3 separate regions of the Mus musculus genome follow, and regions 1 and 3 are each linked to region 2. A link is a contact called in public ChIA-PET data. All regions are on one chromosome and are shown on one strand. The core of a region is the stretch at or near the end of the contact, and the rest is flanking DNA. Distances in the headings are between cores, read along the strand shown. Region 1 overlaps Gm33897 (a long non-coding RNA gene). Region 2 has its middle 62 kb from the start of Gm33782. Region 3 has its middle 72 kb from the start of Gm33897.

What was found. ChIA-PET counts read pairs in DNA pulled down with a chosen protein or histone mark.
Region 1: an RNA polymerase II ChIA-PET map of memory CD8 T cells shows a contact between it and region 2, with 559 read pairs. The contact joins two enhancer-like sites. A contact is called at or near these places in 4 of 484 Hi-C or Micro-C datasets (CD4 T cells, CD8 T cells and Th1 cells) and 8 of 115 datasets of contacts at active chromatin or transcription factors (CD8 T cells, bone marrow-derived dendritic cells, double positive thymocytes and 4 more).
Region 3: a contact with region 2 is called in an RNA polymerase II ChIA-PET map of memory CD8 T cells, with 141 read pairs. The contact joins two enhancer-like sites. A contact is called at or near these places in 2 of 484 Hi-C or Micro-C datasets (CD4 T cells and double positive thymocytes) and 4 of 115 datasets of contacts at active chromatin or transcription factors (double positive thymocytes, effector CD8 T cells, memory CD8 T cells and 1 more).

The regions. Positions count from the first base shown.
Region 1 is chr10:96,723,728-96,726,427 of GRCm38.p6, reverse strand. All of the region lies in intron 2 of Gm33897 (a long non-coding RNA gene), which reads right to left. Among named protein-coding and RNA genes, the nearest start is that of Gm33897, 9.3 kb to the right of the region's middle. Within about 2 kb of position 1,392, at least 77 of the 459 cell types and tissues checked have an H3K27ac peak or open chromatin away from gene starts, as enhancers often do. A contact at or near this core is called in CD8 T cells, Th1 cells, double positive thymocytes and 4 more, where this site is marked.
Region 2 is chr10:96,369,794-96,372,493 of GRCm38.p6, reverse strand. No RefSeq gene overlaps it. Among named protein-coding and RNA genes, the nearest start is that of Gm33782, 62 kb to the right of the region's middle. Within about 2 kb of position 1,308, at least 119 of the 459 cell types and tissues checked have an H3K27ac peak or open chromatin away from gene starts, as enhancers often do. A contact at or near this core is called in CD8 T cells, Th1 cells, double positive thymocytes and 4 more, where this site is marked.
Region 3 is chr10:96,786,148-96,788,858 of GRCm38.p6, reverse strand. No RefSeq gene overlaps it. Among named protein-coding and RNA genes, the nearest start is that of Gm33897, 72 kb to the right of the region's middle. Within about 2 kb of position 1,443, at least 51 of the 459 cell types and tissues checked have an H3K27ac peak or open chromatin away from gene starts, as enhancers often do. A contact at or near this core is called in double positive thymocytes, effector CD8 T cells, memory CD8 T cells and 1 more, where this site is marked.

The DNA of each region.
Region 1 (2,700 bases), core at 143-2,642, 350 kb before region 2:
GAGCTGGTCATTTCCTCCCTTGTGTGTTTATGAAGTCAAGACCATCTCCAAGACAAACGATGTGCTCTGATTATTTGTTCCATGCCTGGCACCATGTCTGAAAAGTATTGGCTTTGCCCCATACATCATTGTTAGTTAAATGACTCAGAGTAAATAGGCATTGGATTGACCTGTCTGGTAAAAAGAGGAGACTATGCACTACCTGCATGTGTGGTGTGTTTAAGTATCTATATTTGCATTTTTTTTTCTGTTTCATCTCTGAAAGAAACTATGGGCTTTTACAGAGCTTTGAATCTTGAACACTACCATATACATATGGTGGGTACCTGAACAGACAGTTATTTTGTTTTTGTTTTTAATATGAAGGGTCTACAGTGGCCTTTGCAGTTCTCTTCTTTGAACAACTCAGTCTTCAAGACTTCGACAAACATCTCCAGAATCTTTTTTTTTTTTTTAAGCATCTGCTAGGACTTAGTGCTGATGCCTCAGTGTGGACCACGTCTACCCAGACTTATTTCTATCCTAAGAATCTACTCTCCACTTGCTATATCATACCCCTCTCTATGGGTGAGAACTGACCTGCCTTGGAGACATGCCTACACACCCTAAGAGCCAAAGATGCTTCTGGAGAGAGGACAGGTCACCTGCCTGGTTGGTTGTAAGGATGCTAGAACTGAAACTCACGCCCTCTGAGAAAGCAGCGAGTGCTGGCTCCTAGGTAGCAAAATAGAGGGACTTTTGCAACTCATTGAAGAAAAAAAAAAGTGAATGCTTTGGTTTTACGAGACCTACAGAAATCATTCTTAATCTCCCTACCCATTCCAGATCTCAGACACAAGGAACTAATATTAGATTTGGCTCCCTGAGAGTGGGAGCAAGATTTTACTCCTTATCAAGGGTATATATCCTTGGAAGAGATACACTGTCGACAGAGCTCATTGAAAAGCTTATGAATGTATAGCCTAAAAGCCATTCCCAGGCTGCTCAGCTTCGCCCTTTGAAGAGGACAGTCAGCTCTCAGAAATCTCAGTATCTGGGGAGGTCCGTCACTTCACTTACATTTACTGCTTTTGAGGACTGGACTGTTTGCACACCTGGCCCCAGTCTCCCCTCATCTCTTTACCTAACCCCACAGGTCCACAAAGCAGCTGCCTTCTATGCAAAAAGCTTGTGACTTTTCCTTTGTCTGTTTTTGAACATTTTGCAATTCACAAAACTCCAAGGAACGTCTTACTCTCTCAAAAACATCCCCCAAGGATTTCAACAAGAGGCTGAGAGGGACAAAGAAGGTGGCTGAGTGACCCATTTCCTGGGTCTCACGGAGCTGAGCTGCACCTTCTTGGGAGGAGCTCAGCTGTGGCAGGCAGTGGGGGGTTGTTATCTACCACATCACAGCTTTCGGGTGTCATGGGTGCACAGCTGACCTCCCAGCTGGAGCCAGCACCTCAGTTCCCAGGCTAGTGTTTACCTTCTTCTCTTCCATTTTCAAGACAGAACTCTGTGCTCTATAAAACTTGCACACACCCAGGGAGGGAACGGGGTCAAGCTAATGTCTCCTTGTTTGCACTTTATCATGGAAAATAAAAACCTCTTCAATCGGGTTTATAGACCACACTCTTGTCCCCAAGCCTGATCTGTGGAGTCCCCAGCCTAACGATTGGTACTAACGATGGAGTTTCCTCCTCCGTAGATGACAGGTATCCTGAGGAGGCAAAAGCTACTGAGGAAACTTCTGTTTAAAATGCCTGCTACTCAGAATGTAGACCAGAAAGAGGAGAGAAGGCGCCTGCTGGGGAAGAAGGGGCAGAGAGGACTCCGCCCCTAAGACTGAGTATGCTTAGTAATAAACCATTTGGGACCAGCAGTGCAACTGTCTGTCAACTGCTGTTGAAACCTGAAAACAGAGTCCTTTTCTTTAAGAATGTAGCGCCCTCCCCCCCCCCAACCCCGCCCCCTAAAGTAGTCCACTCTCCAGTGGCTACTCTCCAGATATCCAAGACTATTTGGACAGCACAAATTGGTCCTGATAGATAAAATTAAAAAAAAAAAAAAAAGTGTCCGTGGGTAGGGAATTGAGGACTGGTCTGAAAAGAGATAGGAGACCAGGCAAATAAGATCAAAACGCATTTCGAGAAACACTCGAAGAATTAATGAATTACCCTTCAAGCTATGCAAGCTGCTGGCTGTTACTGAACGGCCTGGCTTAGCTGACTCCCGTAGGCTGAGCCTGGAATTTTAGAATAAAGCATAAATGAGTTTGAGACCTAGATCTGCTGCTCTTCCTAGAAGGACCTTCATGCATGTGCCTGCCCCTTTCTTAACCTGCTTCCGTTCTGTAAAAGGAGTTTTGTGAAACTTAAATGAGAAGGTGCTCTATCTATCACCCGGGCTAGTAATCAGACTGAGCGGCTATAAATGAAACAGACCCAACTAAAACTGCCTGCGACAAAGAAATGGCTGCTACGGGTTAGGCGCAAACGCCAGAAACAAGTTGAATTTAGCCGCATGCGGATCTGGGACTTTAAATGTAGTCTCAAGACTGGATGCTCACCCTGTGTGTTCTGGCTCCCGTCTTTTACCTTGTGGCTCTGTTTTGTTGTTTCGCCTCATTCTTCAACAGGTTCCAAAACAATCCTAGCAGACATTCTCAAAGATGTAAAACCTGCCTCTCATCAAAGCTCCCTGTGGATGGATCCAGCC
Region 2 (2,700 bases), core at 59-2,558:
CATCCTGAGAGAGAGCATTGTGCCACATAATGGTAGACTGCGGACAGACCAGAATGCAAGGTATAGCTTCCTTGTATAGTTTTTTATATCATCATTACACTAAAATTAAAAACGTGGATTGATCCACAGAATATCCGAGACCATCTGTCTCCAAGAAGGATTTTGCAGAAATTGAGAGAGGGGAACTTTCTCGTGGTGTCTTATTGTAGCAAATTTTGTGCATGAGCTGTTTAAACTCAATAGAAATGTGCAGCTAAAAATTATTGTTGGGGGATGGCTATGTAGCTCTATGGAAAGAGTATATCGTCAGCATATATGAAGCACTCAGCATCCCCCACATCCCAAAATGTCCTTCTTTCTCATCTTAAAACAATACACTTCTCTCGGGATAAATTCAGCTGCTTTACTCCGTCATCCCCGTTTCCTTATTGGTATTTTTAAAAATATTTTTTATTACATATTTTCCTCAATTACATTTCCAATGCTATCCCAAAAGTCCCCCATACCCTTCCCCCCACTCCCCTATCCACCCATTCCCATTTTTTTGGCCCTGGCGTTCCCCTGTACTGGGGCATATAAAGTTTGCGTGTCCAATGGGCCTCTCTTTCCAGTGATGGCCGACTAGGCCATCTTTTGATACATATGCAGCTAGAGTCAAGAGCTTGGGTTTGATGACGTACATGTACATTGTTCTCAGGAAAACCCAGTGAATTTTTTTAAGATCTCAAATCCAATCTGCATTGTCAGCTGGCCGCGGTGATACACACCTGTGATGCCAGCACTTGGGAGGAGAAGGCAGAATAGTGAGTTCTTTAGGAGTAAACTGCTTATTGCAGCGGAGTGTCTCTCTGCAGACACGGAGCCAGGAACTGTGATCAAATGATACGCGCGACTTGAGGCGAGGCGACAGCGAGCTCTGGAAGAGCCAAATAGTCTTTCTTGCACGTTATCTCTCTTAAGGCCTCCAGTGAGTTTCTACAAAAGGAAAACATCGAGCTTTGGAGTGAAGCGAGGAAGGGCCCGGGATTAGAGGGGATTTCACACATTGTCAAGCCCTGTGGATCACCACATGTGCGTGTGGATCCGAAAGAGTCTGGGAGACTCGTGGATAAAAGGAAAAGAGCTTGTCTAGAAAGGGTTGCTGCTGGATAGACAAGGCTGATTAAACAACAGCAGCGGCGGCGGCGCGCATCACCCAGTCTCTGAAGAGCAGCAGGTGCTGGCTGACAGACAGACACCTTTCCCGCACATGCTCAAGTGAGAAGTGGAAAGAGCTCTGGGCAGGACTATTTTGGGTTCCCAGTGACCTGTGTTGCTATGACATCTGAGATTCGTGGTTAGACCGGATGCCGGATGTCGCCCAGCAGCTGATCGAGAAACCTCTGAAAGTTCACTTCTCTTCTCGGAAATCATCTGTGCATCACAGCTGAGGGAAAAGTGGTTGGGCTGCTCTGTTTTGGGGGGTTTCCCCGCCCCCAGCCCAAGTGAACTGAAGGAATTGAGGGCCTTGGTCTTATAAGCAGCCTTTAAAGTCACAGTGTTTAAATTCTGTGTGGTTTCTCTTAGTGTTCCTATAGGCGCTGCTAATTTACACGTCACCCAGCAGTTTATGTTGATCCTGTCAGCTGCTTATTAACCACCGGAGTGGCACACACTTGGTGAAGTACAAAATGTCAAAGTGAAATGAACTGGTGAAAAGCTTACCCCAAACAGAGCCGGGTGCTGGATGTCTGAGACACTGGCAGTCTGGCAGCTAAACTCGCCGGAGAACTAAGTACCGGGGGCTACAGCAGAGAGTGAATGGCTAGTCCTATTCTTTAGTCAGGAGTGCCTAGTGACTGCCTCTGACACTTTGTGATCCTGGGAAACTTTGCTTAGGTTTCTTGTGCCTAAATTTTCTTCTTCGATAATATATGGTCAATAATATAGTATATTATTCCAGCATGCCGTCCTTACTGACAAGTATCTGTCAATGGTTTGTTTGGGTTTTTTTTATGATTATTGCTGTTAGGGGTGGAGGGAGATGAGTACGTAAGGATCTAGGGAATTATTATCAAAGATCAAACTTGAGAAAAGATATCAGGGAACTTGGTAGTTAGTGCACCTAGAGTCAGGACTTCATAGTTATAAGGAAGGTGCTGGGACATAAGGAGTCGCCAGGACAGAAGAGCCATTAAGGAAGGACATCGTTGTTGTAGGCTGGAGTGCTGGTGTTTTCAGAGAGGTACCCCATTTATTTGTAAGAAAAAAAATATGAGATTTGTCGCTAAGCAACGTGCTTACTAGGTCATACCAAGGTGTTAGTGGGCTTGGCTTCTTTACTGGATTCTCGGAGGGAGAAGTTGCTTCCAGGTTCATGCGACTCACGAACCTGGTCCAAAGTCAGTTCCTGATAGCTATGTAACTGAGGCTCCTGATGCCTTGCATGCCATAAGTTAAGAGCCTTTCCCAGCTGAAATCTGCTTTGGTTCACCCCAACATCAAGTGTGTTGGGTTCCTTTTTTAATATGCCTCTCTGACTGTCCCAGAGCAAAAAGCTTCATTGCTGGGACTCCATTCAGAGTCGTGTGGAGGCCCAAGTTAACCTCAGGTGTCATGGAGACAGGGTTTCTCCTTGGCCTGAAATTCATGAATAAGGCTAGTCATGGAATCTCAGGGATTTGTCTGTCTCTGCCTCTCCAGTCCCAGGTTTATAAGCAT
Region 3 (2,711 bases), core at 194-2,693, 420 kb before region 2:
ATTTGATGGAGAAACCGGTGGGTACCCACTTCTTTTGGCTCCCGTGATGAATAGAGATTTTGAAGCCTATAGAAAATGAGAGCAGATGTGGGTAATGACATAATTTGTTATTTATGAATGCAGGTTTTCTCTGAAGATTGAGGAATTATCATGAAAACTATTCACTGAACCTCAAAAAAAATCAATAAATATTAATATCAGAATGCAAATGTTTTCACTATCATTTAAAATGTGAAGAGTATTTACCCATTTATGCCTCTGAACAATTCAGAGTGCCCTGAATGCTTATTGACTGTATGTCATTGCATGGTTCAGAGCAGTTCTCTGAACTGCTTAAAACTCTCAGCAAATCAGGAAGAGCACATTCGAAAAAGATAAGGCTGCACATTGTCCTCTTGCCCCTGTCACTCGTGGAAAGCGCCCTGGAGTGCAATCAGGAAACCTGGGCTTCGATATTTAAACACCATGTGACTCCAAGTAGCTTTCTCAAATATGAGCTACATTTTCCAAACCTATTAAATGAGAATAAAGGCACCACCCTCAAAGGGATATTTGAAGATAAACTGACATCAGAACCCACAGTATACATTACTATTTTAAACCCAATTAAGAATTAAGGATCTCCCCCCAAAAGTAGTAATTATCAACAAGATTATCTGAGAGTTCTTTTTTTGGTGGATATGAATTTGATGACATCATCCACATGAAAAGGAAATGGCAGGTCATCCATATATATACATATATATATATAGACATATATATTCAAATATTTCTAGTTATGATAATTATATAATTGTATAGGGTATAACTAAAAATTTCTCTATATACACAACAATTATGGGACATTGATTTAGTCTTTGATACTATGAGTGCTGAACAATTGATTGAGTTACCAGAGTGGTATGAATTTAAGAATGTCTCCCATAGACTCAAGTATTTGAATACTTAGTTTGCAGCTGGTATCAGTGTTGGGGAAGGCTATATAACCCTCTTTAGGGGGAGTCCTTCTGAATGAAGGATATCACTGAGGGTAAGGTTTGAGAGCTCAGAGCCACTTACAGCCTGTTCTCTCTAGTTCATGTTTGGGCTTAAAGATAGGATTTCTCAGCTTCCTGCTTCTGCTGACTGACATGTCTGCCTCTTACTGATAAACCTTCCTACCATGGTCCATTCTTAAACCCCCCGGAACCATAAACCAAAATAAATTCTTCCACAAGTTGTCACAAAAACAAAAACACAAAACCCTAATACAGTCATTAAATTTATTAAACCAGTAAAATTGATAGTTCACATCTGTTACAGTCTTATGAAGATTCATCTGTCCCTTTCTGGAACTGGCGAATAAATCATTGAACAAAAGCTCACCAGCTCAATACACAGTTCAAACAGCATTATACAGGAAACCTTCTCAAGTGTCTTGTAATCACCTGCCTAACGCTCTGTGGTGCCACAGGCAGGCGCAGGAAGTGGTTACAAGTAATCAAGCTCTAACTTTACGACTTTAACCAACTCAGCGGCTCTGTTTGCATGGCTTTCAAACAGCAGCATTTTGCCTAAGATTCCATTCACACAAGAGAATGCAGTGGTTAGTTCTTAACTGTCACCTTGACACAACCTAGAGTCACTGGGGATGTGTCTCAGTGAGGAATTGTCTAAGTGACCTGGGCTTATGGGCATAACCCTGAGGATTGAATTATGTATCAAGGGATAGGAAAATACCCAACCTAAAAGAGAAGCACATCGTTCCCTGAGCATCCATTCTCTCTGTGCTATTGACTGTGGGGGTGACGAGCAGCTTCAAGTTCACACCTTGACTTCCCCAAAACGATGATCTGGGACTTGAAACTTTAAGCTAAATAGACCTTTGCTCCCTTAAGTTGTTCAGACAGAATGTTTTATTCCAACAACAAGAAACAAAATCTAGACAGACAATTTGATTACTATAAAGGCACTTGAATTAATCATGGTTGGTGGTGCATTCTTACAATCCCAACATTCAGGAGGTGGAAGCAAAATAATCACCAGATCAAAACCCCTCAGCTCCAGATTGAGAGCCTTTCTCAGACAACCCAAAGGAGAAACATCTCACCTTGATGATTCCACCTTCGACAGTTCAAAGATGAGGAAGCTGTAGCCCAGAGACCACAGTACCTAAGGTAACAGTCAGCTACTTAATGAAGAGCACCACTAAGTTCTCTAGACTCTTAGTTGTCGTTATTTCTCCCATCATGATAATAATATCCATCTCCCTGTCATGTGCTGCACATCAAACACCAAGCCACACATTCCACCTGTATTTTTTTTTATACGCGGAAAACTCTTTAAGAATTCTACCAGTTTGATGAAGAAGTTCAAGGATGTTAAGCAACTTGAACAAGCCTACATTCGATTTCAGCCTAACACAAAATGTGTTTAAGCTGGAGGTTTCGTGTTGGCCATGAAAACAACAAGCCATCACAAAGCCCGTGAATAACTGAGTGTGTATTATATAATTAGTGGCCAGATTTTGCCATGCTTTTCATGTTCACTTTCTCAGAATTGAGACACAAGGACTATGAACATAGAGAAACCAAGTGAAATCTTTATTTCAGAACTGTTTTCCTCTCTCTGAACTGTAATCACATCTAATTTTATGTTGATTCTATATGTTATTATTGGGATAAGCTTGTGGCTTTTCTACTGTCTGATAGATCATGTTATTAAACACATTC